Linked DNA regions of Triticum aestivum: region 1 is linked to region 2. A link is a contact called in public Hi-C data. All regions are on one chromosome and are shown on one strand. Each heading gives the region's core, a stretch centred on a gene start, on an enhancer-like site or on the middle of the called end of the contact. The rest is flanking DNA. Distances are from core to core; before and after follow the strand shown.

Region 1 (5,465 bases), core at 950-3,449, 180 kb after region 2:
CTTCTCAACTTGTAACTTCCATGTATCACCGTGGAGAACTCAAACCGATGCACCAAATGCAAGGGCAAGGGCACACGGAGTGCCCAAGTCCTTCTCTCCCAAATCCCACTGAAGCAACTAATGCTAGGGAGGAAAATGAGAGGAAGAACAAGAAGGAGAACACCAAGAACTCCAAGATCTAGATCCAAGGGGTCCCCTCACAAAGAGGAGAAAGTGATTGGTGGAAATGTGGATCTAGATCTCCTCTCTCTTTCCCCCAAAAACTAGTAATAATCCATGGACGGATTGAGAGACAGCAAGCTCGAAGAAGGTCAACAATGGGGGAAGAACACAAGCTCAAAGAATTACTTCCGCGCCTACTTCCGTGCGCGCCAGCGCTCTGGGCTAGAGGCAACGGTACTACCGCTCACCAAGAGCGGTACTACCGCTGGCCTGCGGTACTACCGCTGGCCTGCGGTACTACCACTCCCTTGAGCAGTACTACCGCACGCCATAGAGGCTTTAGCACTTGGATGCCTTCAAAACGCAGCTAAAGACAACAGACGGATCCAATAAAAACAGAACTGCCATAATTTCTGCAAATGAGCTCCGAATTGAGCAAACTCAAGCTTGTTGGATACAAGAGAACGAGTAGCATCAAAACATGGTCTAACAAAAAGAGGAGAGAAATCTCCAACAGAGAAGAACTGACAGAACCTCGAACATCGAAAACATCATAGAAGAAGCATGTGAACTTCGTTTTCGATGAACTCGAGCTTGTCATCAAGATGACCATAAGCTCCAAATCTCACAAGGAGAACCAAACAATAACCAAGAAAGATGATGCAAGGATGCAATGTTTGAGCTCTCAACGAACAATACGGTCAAGCTACTCATCGAGAGCCCCCCTTGATAGTACGGCCATCGATCCTATAACCCGGTCTCCCAACTACCACCATGAGACAGGTAAAATAGAAAACTTATCAAGGGCAAACTTTTGCCTTGCACATGGCCCACTTGAGCTAGATGATGACGATCTTGACTCCCTCAAGTTGGACCACCTTTCTTGACTGCGTTGAGTCGATGAAGACTAGATGATTGCTCCCCCATACTCCATTATGGGTGAGCCACTCTTCGACACATCTTCACAAGTCCATTGACACCAAAATGGACGGCAAGCTTCAAGCATTTGATCTCTTCGTGATGCTCCACTCAAACTTGCACACCGCAACCTAACCCCACAAAGAACTCTCACGAAGACCACGGGTTAGTACACAAAAGCATAATTGACAATGCTTACCATACCATGGGATCACTTGATCCCTATGGTACATCTTCTACGCTTTGTGTGTTAATCAACTTGATTCACTCTTTGACTTAGTCTTGATCAACCTCTCACAAGACCAATCTTTAGGTAATTCCTTGAATAGCACCTTGGTCGACACAAACTCTCCTTGAAACCAACACATGTATTCCAAGAAAATCCTATGGACAAAACCTTCAAATAAAACTCAAGGCAATCGTTAGTCCATAGAGATTGTCATCAATTACCAAAACCAAACATGGGGGCACCGCATGTTCTTTCACAATGCACCTCCAAACAAGCTTCATCACCCGACAAAAACACCACATTCAAGAAAGTATGAGTGATCCCCCTCCCCCCCTCTCCGGCCCCACGATAGTAAAGGAAGAGGAGAGAAACAAGTCTTCTCAGCCATCCGATGCAAGGCTTATTTCACGAGCCCCTAGCGGATCACCCTTCGAGATGCGCCATCCACCATGGAAGACGGGCGGAAGAGGAGCCCTTGCAGCTCTATGACGCCGCTTGTGAGCAGCGGGGTGAAGCTCCAGCTTGGCATTAAGCGCACGCACAGCCCTACCCAGACGCAATTAGAATAGATCATTTCCCACGATTTTTTACCGTAAATAAAAGAAATTTTTACAGTAAATTACTGGTGCGTGGCTTACTGACTACTGTAATACCCACACACAATATTTATTTTAGATGTTTTTAAACTTTTCAACTCAGTTTTGAACTTTTCTGACCCACAAAAAAAAAGTTTTGAACTTCTCTAAAATCCTTTTTTTAGACAACTCTAAAATCCTTTCTAAAATCAAGGGAGCAGAGCACAAAATCCACAGTCGCGTTTAACACGGCTGCCATGTGACGGCGCGGTGCGGTGGCCCAACCGCCCACCGCGACCGAGGCCCAAGCAGCTCACTCGCACCCACACCAACCCCCTACCGCGCATCCGGTCGAACACCTCGGCCGCACCCACCACCACCACCCACCTCCGACGTGCACACGCGCCGCACTCCCCTCTATATATCCGCACGCCTCCAATCGCCACCACTCGCCGCCCACCTCCCCCTCTCCACTCCCCCCTCCGCCGACGCCCCACCACTCCCCCCTTCCCCCTCCGCCGCCGCCGCCGACGCAATGGACTCCGTCGCGTCGTGGGGGCTGACCCCGCTGGCGGACGCCGACCCGGACGTCTTCGACCTCATCGAGCGGGAGAAGCGGCGCCAGCGGAGCGGGATCGAGCTCATCGCCTCCGAGAACTTCACCTCCTTCGCCGTCATCGAGGCGCTCGGCTCGGCCCTCACCAACAAGTACTCCGAGGGCATGCCGGGGGCCCGCTACTACGGCGGCAACGACGTCATCGACGAGATCGAGAACCTCTGCCGCGACCGCGCCCTCGCCGCCTTCCGCCTCGACGCCGCCTCCTGGGGCGTCAACGTGCAGCCCTACTCCGGCTCGCCCGCAAACTTCGCCGCATACACCGCGCTCCTCAACCCGCACGACCGGATCATGGGGCTCGACCTCCCCTCAGGCGGACACCTCACCCACGGCTACTACACCGCCGGGGGGAAAAAGATCTCCGCCACCTCCATCTACTTCGAGAGTCTGCCCTACAAGGTCAGCGCCGCCAACGGCTACATCGACTACGACAAGCTCGAGGAGAAGGCAATGGACTTCCGCCCCAAGCTCATCATCTGCGGAGGCAGCGCCTACCCCAGGGACTGGGACTACGCCAGGCTCAGGGCCGTCGCCGACAAGGTCGGGGCCATGCTCCTCTGCGACATGGCGCACATCAGCGGACTGGTCGCCGCGCAGGTATAATCACCACAAACTCACCTCGACTTGTTACATTCAGAAATTGGATCTTCGCTTTAGGATTCCTCTTCTATGGATGCGATCTGGTTGTTGGGATCTTAGTAGTAGGTACCTGGTTGTTGAGCTTTGTAGTTGTATATGATTGTCTTTTAGCTGTGTGCATCTATTAGATCTGTGCATGTTTCATAAGTGGTTGGTGCTTGGTTGTTCTGAACTGGAAAACACTCTGTTTACCTGGAATGTTGCTATTAGATCTGTGCATATTTTATAAGTGAGTAGCACTTTGGTATTCGTTGCATACATGTGTATTAAAACGTTGCGTAGTAATTTCAGACAAATACAAGATTGAAGAATTAACAAAATTTCAGACAAATACAAGATTGAAGAATTAACAACAGTTTTTTTTTCCCTGATAGCACATGCAACAATCTGGAGTTCATACTTCAGTGAAATTGTTTGTTGTAAATAGTAGTAGTAGTAATAATAATTGTTAATCTTTGTTTCAGCGTAAATACTTGAGAACATTGTTTGGAAATAATCAATTGTGTTTTTGCACTGATTAACCTATGGAATGACTGCTCTTATACTACCCTTTCATCAAGCATATGACAAGCAGTCTTGAGTCCTGACTTGGCATATGGCACAGTATAAATATAATGTGCTAGTTGCCTCAATTGCATACACATTTTTCATACATTGAGCGCTCAGCTGTCTGTTAGGGTGACTGATGTGCATATTCCTTCTGTACTGTATTTAGTCAGAGGAACCACTTGTTTGACTGTATTTTTCTCATGTTCTTCTGAACTCTGCTTTCCTGTAAGTGAAGAAAATACTTAGTATAGTCATGAAAAATGCATATAGTGTACCATGGAATTGAAAAGGATGTCCTATTAATTTTTATAAAATCCTGGTCATCTTCCTTTAGGTGTTTCAGTTATACCGCAATAGGTTGAAGATTAATGAGTGTATGAATGTTGATGTAATCCTACAGTTTCTAAGATGCTTTACTGTTTCCTTTCTTTTATGTAGGAAGCTGCAAATCCTTTTGAGTTCTGTGATGTGGTTACCACTACAACACACAAGTCTCTCCGGGGACCGAGGGCTGGTATGATCTTCTACAGGAAAGGCCCTAAGCCTGCGAAGAAGGGCCAGCCTGAGGGTGCTGTGTATGACTATGAGGACAAGATCAACTTTGCGGTGTTCCCATCGCTCCAGGGCGGTCCGCACAACCACCAGATTGCTGCCCTTGCAGTTGCCCTGAAGCAAACTTTGACTCCTGGATTCAAGGCCTACGCAAAGCAGGTCAAGGCCAACGCTGTTGCCGTTGGAAAATATCTCATGAGCAAGGGTTACAAGATGGTGACTGATGGAACTGACAACCATCTTGTTCTATGGGATCTCCGCCCTCTTGGCTTGACTGGTAAGCCAGTTTATTTGTGTGAGTTGATTTTCTAGCAGTCCTATTATCACTTGTTCTAATAATAGCTTATTTCTGCAGGAAACAAGGTTGAAAAGATGTGTGACCTTTGTAGCATTACATTGAACAAGAATGCCGTCTTCGGTGACAGCAGTGCATTGTCCCCGGGTGGTGTCCGCATTGGTAAGGATCACTCCGTTTGCTTTAATGATTTAATTACATCTGCTGGTACTGCAAGCCTGAAAAAAATTATTATTACCTCCATCCGAAATAGATGAGTTTCTAGAATGTGTGCATTCAAACTTCTCATTCATTAGATTGGAAATATGGAAATATTTCCATATTCGCAATTTGTAGTTAATGAATGGAGGCTGTACTGTTTACTTCATTTTCATGTTGCATACATTTCAATGTGAGCAATCAGGGTCGTTGTGACTTGTTATTCACCACTGTTGACATGATAATTTTTCTCTGAAATAAAACAAGTACATGGTGCGAACTAAATTACTATGACACTTTATGAGTGAGAATCGTCAATAATCTGAGAGATTTGTCTGTGATTGTTTTCAGGTGCTCCGGCGATGACTTCCAGGGGTCTGGTCGAGAAGGACTTTGAGCAGATCGCTGAGTTCCTCCACCAGGCTGTGACCATCTGCCTGAACATCCTGAAGGAGCACGGCAAGCTGCTCAAGGACTTCTCCAAGGGCCTGGTGAACAACAAGGACATCGAGAACCTCAAGGTCGAGGTCGAGAAGTTTGCCCTCTCCTTTGACATGCCTGGCTTCTCGCTCGAGAGCATGAAGTACAAGGAGTAGGATGATGATACATATGGTGTGGTTGTCTCCGCTAATCATCCATAGGCCTCGCTCTTCTAAGCCTTATTGGCCGCCGCGCGACGCCGCCTTGTGCTTGTACGAGATTTGTCTGCTCGCCCTGGAGCCCTGGATAGTT
Region 2 (5,792 bases), core at 256-2,755:
CTGCTTGAGTGCGGCGGCACAGCCCTTGCCAACATCACCGTAACCGCAGACCACGGCGACCTTGCCGGCGATCATAACATCAGTGGCCCTCATAAGACCATCAGGGAGCGAGTGACGGCAACCGTAAAGGTTGTCAAACTGTTCAGGAGAAACATATATTAGTGTTTTATTACAACATAGATTAGTAATTGTTAGCAAGGTGAAAATGTCATTGAATTCTACCTTTAGATTAAAACAGAACAAGAGTACATTTAAAAAAAACTACACAGGGCAAATCACATAATTCAGTGCATGGCATAGTAGTGTTCCACGCTCAAATGAGTGCAGTGAAATAATAAAAATTGGTAGGCAGGTTACTCTATAATTAGACCCTCCCTGGCCGTCAGATCCAGAAAACAATGTGACTAATGTTATCATTAGTTAGTTAGTTAGTCAACAACCAGCGTAACAAACACTAAACCCAAAGACAAAGATACAGATCCAGGTCTAGTACTGAAGCAGCATCTAAACTAGGCAACAGCGAGATCTAAATATTAAAATATCAGATCTACAACATAAACATGTAAACCACAACAATACTACTACGCTCAAACAAGTAGAAACGCGCTGACACGGAGCATCAGATCTGAAATGGAAAATGGGAACCAGGGGAAGGAAGTATACCTTGCTCTTGGTGACGGAGTCGTTGACGTTGATGGCGGGGAAGAGGAGGGTGCCGGACTCCTGCATCTGGTAGAGCCTCTTGACGCCGGTGGTGGTCTCCTCGGAGACACCGACGAGCCTCTCCTTCATCTTGCGGTACTTGCTGGCGTCGGTCTTGAGCCCGTCGCGGATGATGGTGAGGACGATCTTGAACTCGGGGTTGTCGGTGGACTCCGGGTCGGGAACCTTGCCGGATTTCTCGAACTCCTCCTCGGCCTTGACGCCCTCGTGGATGAGCAGCGTGGCGTCACCGCCGTCGTCGACGATGAGGTCGGGGCCGCCGCCGACGCCCCAGTCGAGGCAGCGCTCGGTGCACCACCAGTACTCCTCGAGGGTCTCGCCCTTCCAGGCGAAGACGGCCGCGGAGTCGCGGGCGATGGCGGCGGCGGCGTGGTCCTGGGTGGAGAAGATGTTGCAGGAGCACCAGCGGACCTCGGCGCCGAGGGCGGTGAGGGTCTCGATGAGGACGGCGGTCTGGATGGTCATGTGGAGGGAGCCGGAGATCCGGGCGCCCTTGAAGGGCTGCGAGGGGCCGAACTCGGTGCGGCAGGCCATGAGGCCGGGCATCTCGACCTCGGCGAGCTCGAGCTCGAGGCGGCCGAAGTCGGCCTGGGAGAGGTCCTTGACCTTGTACTCCCGGCCCGACGAGGTCTTCTCCACGGAGAGCGCCATGGAGAAGGTTGGTGGATTGGATCTGGCAGAGGAGGAAGAAGAAGAGTGATGGGAGGAGGCGGCGATGGTAGAGGGTGGGGGTGAGGAGGGTTTTATGGGGAACGGGTCCGGTGGAAATGGACCAGCTGCATTCTACAATTCCGCAAAGTTTCCAGTCCAGACCGTTCGATTGCCTATCGACGCTCGGAGGCGCACCTCACCAAACCACCACGAGATTTGCGAGGAAAACCCTACCGGCTGAGATATATTTTGCAAAATTCACCCTGTGGGTTTTATCTCTGAGGGCTCAAATTAGGCAACCGGCATTACAAGAACGCACCCCAGAAAAAAGAAAAATCAATCTAGTTCTTAAAACTCCTGCGTCATCTTCATCCCGCACATGTGGATGGCGTCAACGAAGTTCCGCCATCGGTAAACAAACAAAGTAATACCGACACGCGTAGTCGAGAAGTCGTGAAATTCTGTCAAGAAGCAACAACAACGTGGATCCACGAGCCGCGGGAGAACTCGATGGTGCGTCAAAAGACACACCCATGTAACCCGTGTTGTCTTCGCCACCGCAAAAGAGAGCATAGGAGGACGATAAACATTGACTTGAGACATGAAGCCCAAATCAAAACTTCTGACGCATTGTCGGCCCATCGCGTATTAGACTAATAAAAGTCTAATGCAGACGACCCTGACCCAAGATCCAGCCCGAGCACACATGGGTTTCTGGATACATAGCCGATGACGAAGGAAATTGCAGCATTGGTGAAGGATTTGGAGCACACTTATTCATCGTCATTGTCACACCGTCGCTGAAGTCACACCACCAGCCATTTGAGGCCATAACAACTAAGACCTAGACTATGTAGACACGGTCCCGAGCGCTAGGCCTCGGTGACACACCATTTTCCACAAATCAATGTTGAACAAACTTTTACCTCTATACCCCATCTCATTACGATGATGAACCAAATCGAAAGCAATAAACATGAACAAAAAAGTGTTCAAATTATCCAATCTTGGATCGGGTTGAACACTTTGCGTGATGAAAAAACACCAACTAAAAGCAATGCTTATGTGTTTTAGTAACTAGGTTCCACATAACTCTCCACTCCATGACTTCACACGACATTTTAGCTCAACCCATGAAGTAAGACATCAAGTTGTTGTGCCAATTCAACAACATGATAGCAAAAAATATGGGAGGGAAACCCAACAATTGTAACAAAGGGGCCTCATGCAATTGATGCAAAAAGGTTCAAGAAAGATCTTGACCAGATCTGGGTGTAAAGATGGACATGCAGGGTAGCCTTGACGACACATGTGGTTGCGAAGCTATATTTGGTGGCAGTGGGATGCATGAAGGCGATTCATGCTATGCTTGACTGTGGAGAAACCAAACCTAAGAGGGTTGACAAAGAAGAAGTTCATGGCATCGTCATTGTTTCCACTTTGACCAACTAGTAGTGGGTTTGCGAAATAGCTAGAAGTTGTCTATTTTAAGATTTACATAATGTAGTGTTTTTTCACATGGTTCATTATAGATATTTATATGGAGAGGAAAATGCATGCATGATTAAACATGCTACCGCTTTTTGTGACGGCGCATACAAGGAAACACTACTACTAGCGATACTAAACCAATTGCCCCTCACACTTTGCCAATGGCCGTTGCTCCGGCACGATGAGACGGGGAGGGGGGTGTTCTCATCTCTTGTCCACTGCATAGTAAGTTCTTTTTGTTAGGATTTGTCCTTAAAGCGATGGTTACTCTGATGGTAATAGTGTTATTGTTTGTAACAAAAGTCCTCCGGCTCTTATCTTACCTGAGCTACACTTTTCTAGAACCTTGCCAACGAGCTTTGTAATTTTTGTCTATGTCATTCTTCATAGGCGATGGGTTAGCTGTTTCTATTGTATATGGATGGGGCTCTGTGTGCATTGTCCACGGCAACACCGCCTTATTCAACAACCCATTCTTTTCGAGCCTATGCGAGCAAGGCATGCGGCTTAGTTTAGTGATGCCGACGCATCTGCCCGTCAAGATCAGGGTGGTGCCCGACTCGATATGCTTGGCGCCATAGACAATCCCGATTGTATGATGTGGTTTGCAGTTGCACCAATTAAAGTAGGTTCGATCCTCCACCATTCTTCATAGGTGTTTCACTGATTGAAATTTTCGATGTTGTCCACCTGAACGATGAGTTTGGTTGGGGTTTCGACACGGATATTTCAGCTTGCGGCTTTAGTTGCGACCTTCATTTTCTTTAGTGCCAAATTTATGTTTATGAGGTCAATTATATATGGTTGTAGCCAATATTCTCTTCATCTACTCCCTCCGTTCGGAATTACTTGTCACAAAAATGGGTAAAAAGGATGTATCTACAACTAAAATACATCTAGATACATTCATTTCTTGGACGAGTAATTCCGAACGGAGGGAGTAATATATTATACGGTTGTATTTCAAAAAAGATACTGATTGCGCATGCCTACGTACTGTACGACTGCAAAGAAATTTCCCCCTGCCTACCACCACCTACCACAAATAACAACTTAAATTGATAATGATTGTGCATCATGGAAGGAGATGGGTGCCCTCCCACAATCTGGATCGGTAGGTGCACCCGCACATGTGGTTGGTGAGGAGAGATCTGAACTTTTATTTTTCTTTCCGAGGGGGAGAGGAGAGATCTGAGCTTTTTGGTTGGCCACAACACATTGACTGCAACAACCGCGAAGGGGACATTTACACACCGCTCGTCCACAGAAAATCCTGCTGTGGGCTGAGCACCCACCCCACCCCACCCCACCGCACCAGTCCACTCCTCCTCCACCAACCCCCTAGCGGCTGAAGCGCCACGTACTCCCTCCTCTTTCGGTACGCCAGTACTGGCTGGTGTAGCCATCATGCCAGCTAACGTAAATTAGGGGGTGAGGGGAGCAACTCGGGTCGATCGTTGCCGGTGTCGACATGCTTTCTACGCATGATCTCATCGGTCTGCGCCTACCCCATCAGTGACAAATTGACGATGTTCGGCGTAATTTTGTGCTCGTGGACCGGAAATATTTGGCCAGAGCCCAGAGCAAAATATCTCATCGGCCGGCGACATTTCTTCAGATGCAAGTGTTTCTTTTTCTGAAATTTCGGTTGCGGATTCACAAGCAACGGTTTGTTCGAAACATTCGGCAGCAGGGTACAAATCCCTACGTAACAGAGCCCGAGGTTGAAGACAACTCCTTGTAGTAAAACTAAAACAGAGGCGCCATCTTGGGTCCCTACACAAAGTTAAATATCCGAATGCAGCGTTTGCTTCGCTGCCTTTCCCCGTGCAAACGGAAACAGTTCAATACTTTGATCCAGGCCGTGTAAAGCTACTGATCACGACGGTATCTTTATAATTAACTAATCCAAGTGGAGGCCGTGATGGATCGATCGTGTGGTTGGTGCCTCTATGTCTGCTGGTTTGTAGTACTATATTAGGGCATGTACAATGCATAGCCTCAAGGTGATGCCTCACATGCCATGTAGGATCGGATATGACGTAAAGTAGGTTCGGATAAGGAAGCAGGATCCTCTCCAGGAGGCGGGTGCTTGAAGAAAAAAAGCGTGGTCCGGTGACAAAAGCTGAAAAGGTTGGAATGAAAAGTAGCGGTGCATGTGTATTAGAGTCTTTATTTTTTATTTCTTAATGAGGCCCACTAATGATAGCTTGCATTAGAGAGAAAAAATTAATGTAGGTGCTTCAAATTACTTTTTGTCATGGGGCATATGTATTCACATGCCACCATTGTACATGCCCTAGACGATGGGCTTACGTGAGCTACTGGGATAGCACGGCCAACATGTGGCTCTAGCGAGTGTGGTGGTTCTACGTTGCCATCAAGGAGCTCGACGAACATAGAAAATGGGGAGGCAGGCTGGAGAAAATTAGTACTGCTCCGTGGAAGTGGAATCTTGCCGGATGGTGACATCTTCACGTGTGATGACTTCATTTGGTCATTGCCACCAGATGTTTGGTTAAGGTTGGTATCAACCAAGCGATTCTCATAGTGGAATTTTTTTCTACCACAACTTTTCAAACTTGTTTGTTTCTAAGGAATGAAAAATAAATTCATGGCAATTAACTACTGCATGTGTTCCTAAATACAAGTTTTTTTAGAGATTTCAATGCGAACTACATACGAAACAGAATGGGTGAATCTACACTATAAAATATGTCGATATTCGCTCTAAAAAGACTTATATTTAGGACTGAGGGAGTAGGTTCTAAATATTTTTGAAAGAAGTATGTTCTTTGTCAACCCTCTTGTACTAACCCTAGCCACCGCTGCCAAGCGTGGAAGGGTTCCTCTTTGTTGATCTTGGACGTGGTGGTCTCGATGACGACTCACCCTTTTGTGGTTCTGGGTGCTTATGTGATGCCATG

What was found. A called contact is a pair of places that touch in the nucleus more often than the background predicts.
Region 1: a Hi-C map of leaf shows a contact between it and region 2, with 6 times the contacts expected there. The contact joins the promoter of LOC123046970 here to the promoter of SAHH in region 2. A contact is called at or near these places in 3 of 5 Hi-C or Micro-C datasets (leaf and root).

Annotation. Positions count from the first base shown.
Region 1 is chr2B:725,210,635-725,216,099 of IWGSC CS RefSeq v2.1, forward strand. LOC123046970 (serine hydroxymethyltransferase 4) reads left to right here and starts at 2,200. Exons shown (of 4, transcript XM_044470433.1): 1 at 2,200-3,097; 2 at 4,127-4,517; 3 at 4,596-4,697; 4 at 5,085-5,465. The coding sequence starts at 2,420. The coding sequence ends at 5,329.
Region 2 is chr2B:725,028,182-725,033,973 of IWGSC CS RefSeq v2.1, forward strand. SAHH (adenosylhomocysteinase-like) reads right to left here and starts at 1,506. Exons shown (of 3, transcript NM_001405831.1): 1 at 664-1,506; 2 at 1-138. The coding sequence starts at 1,374.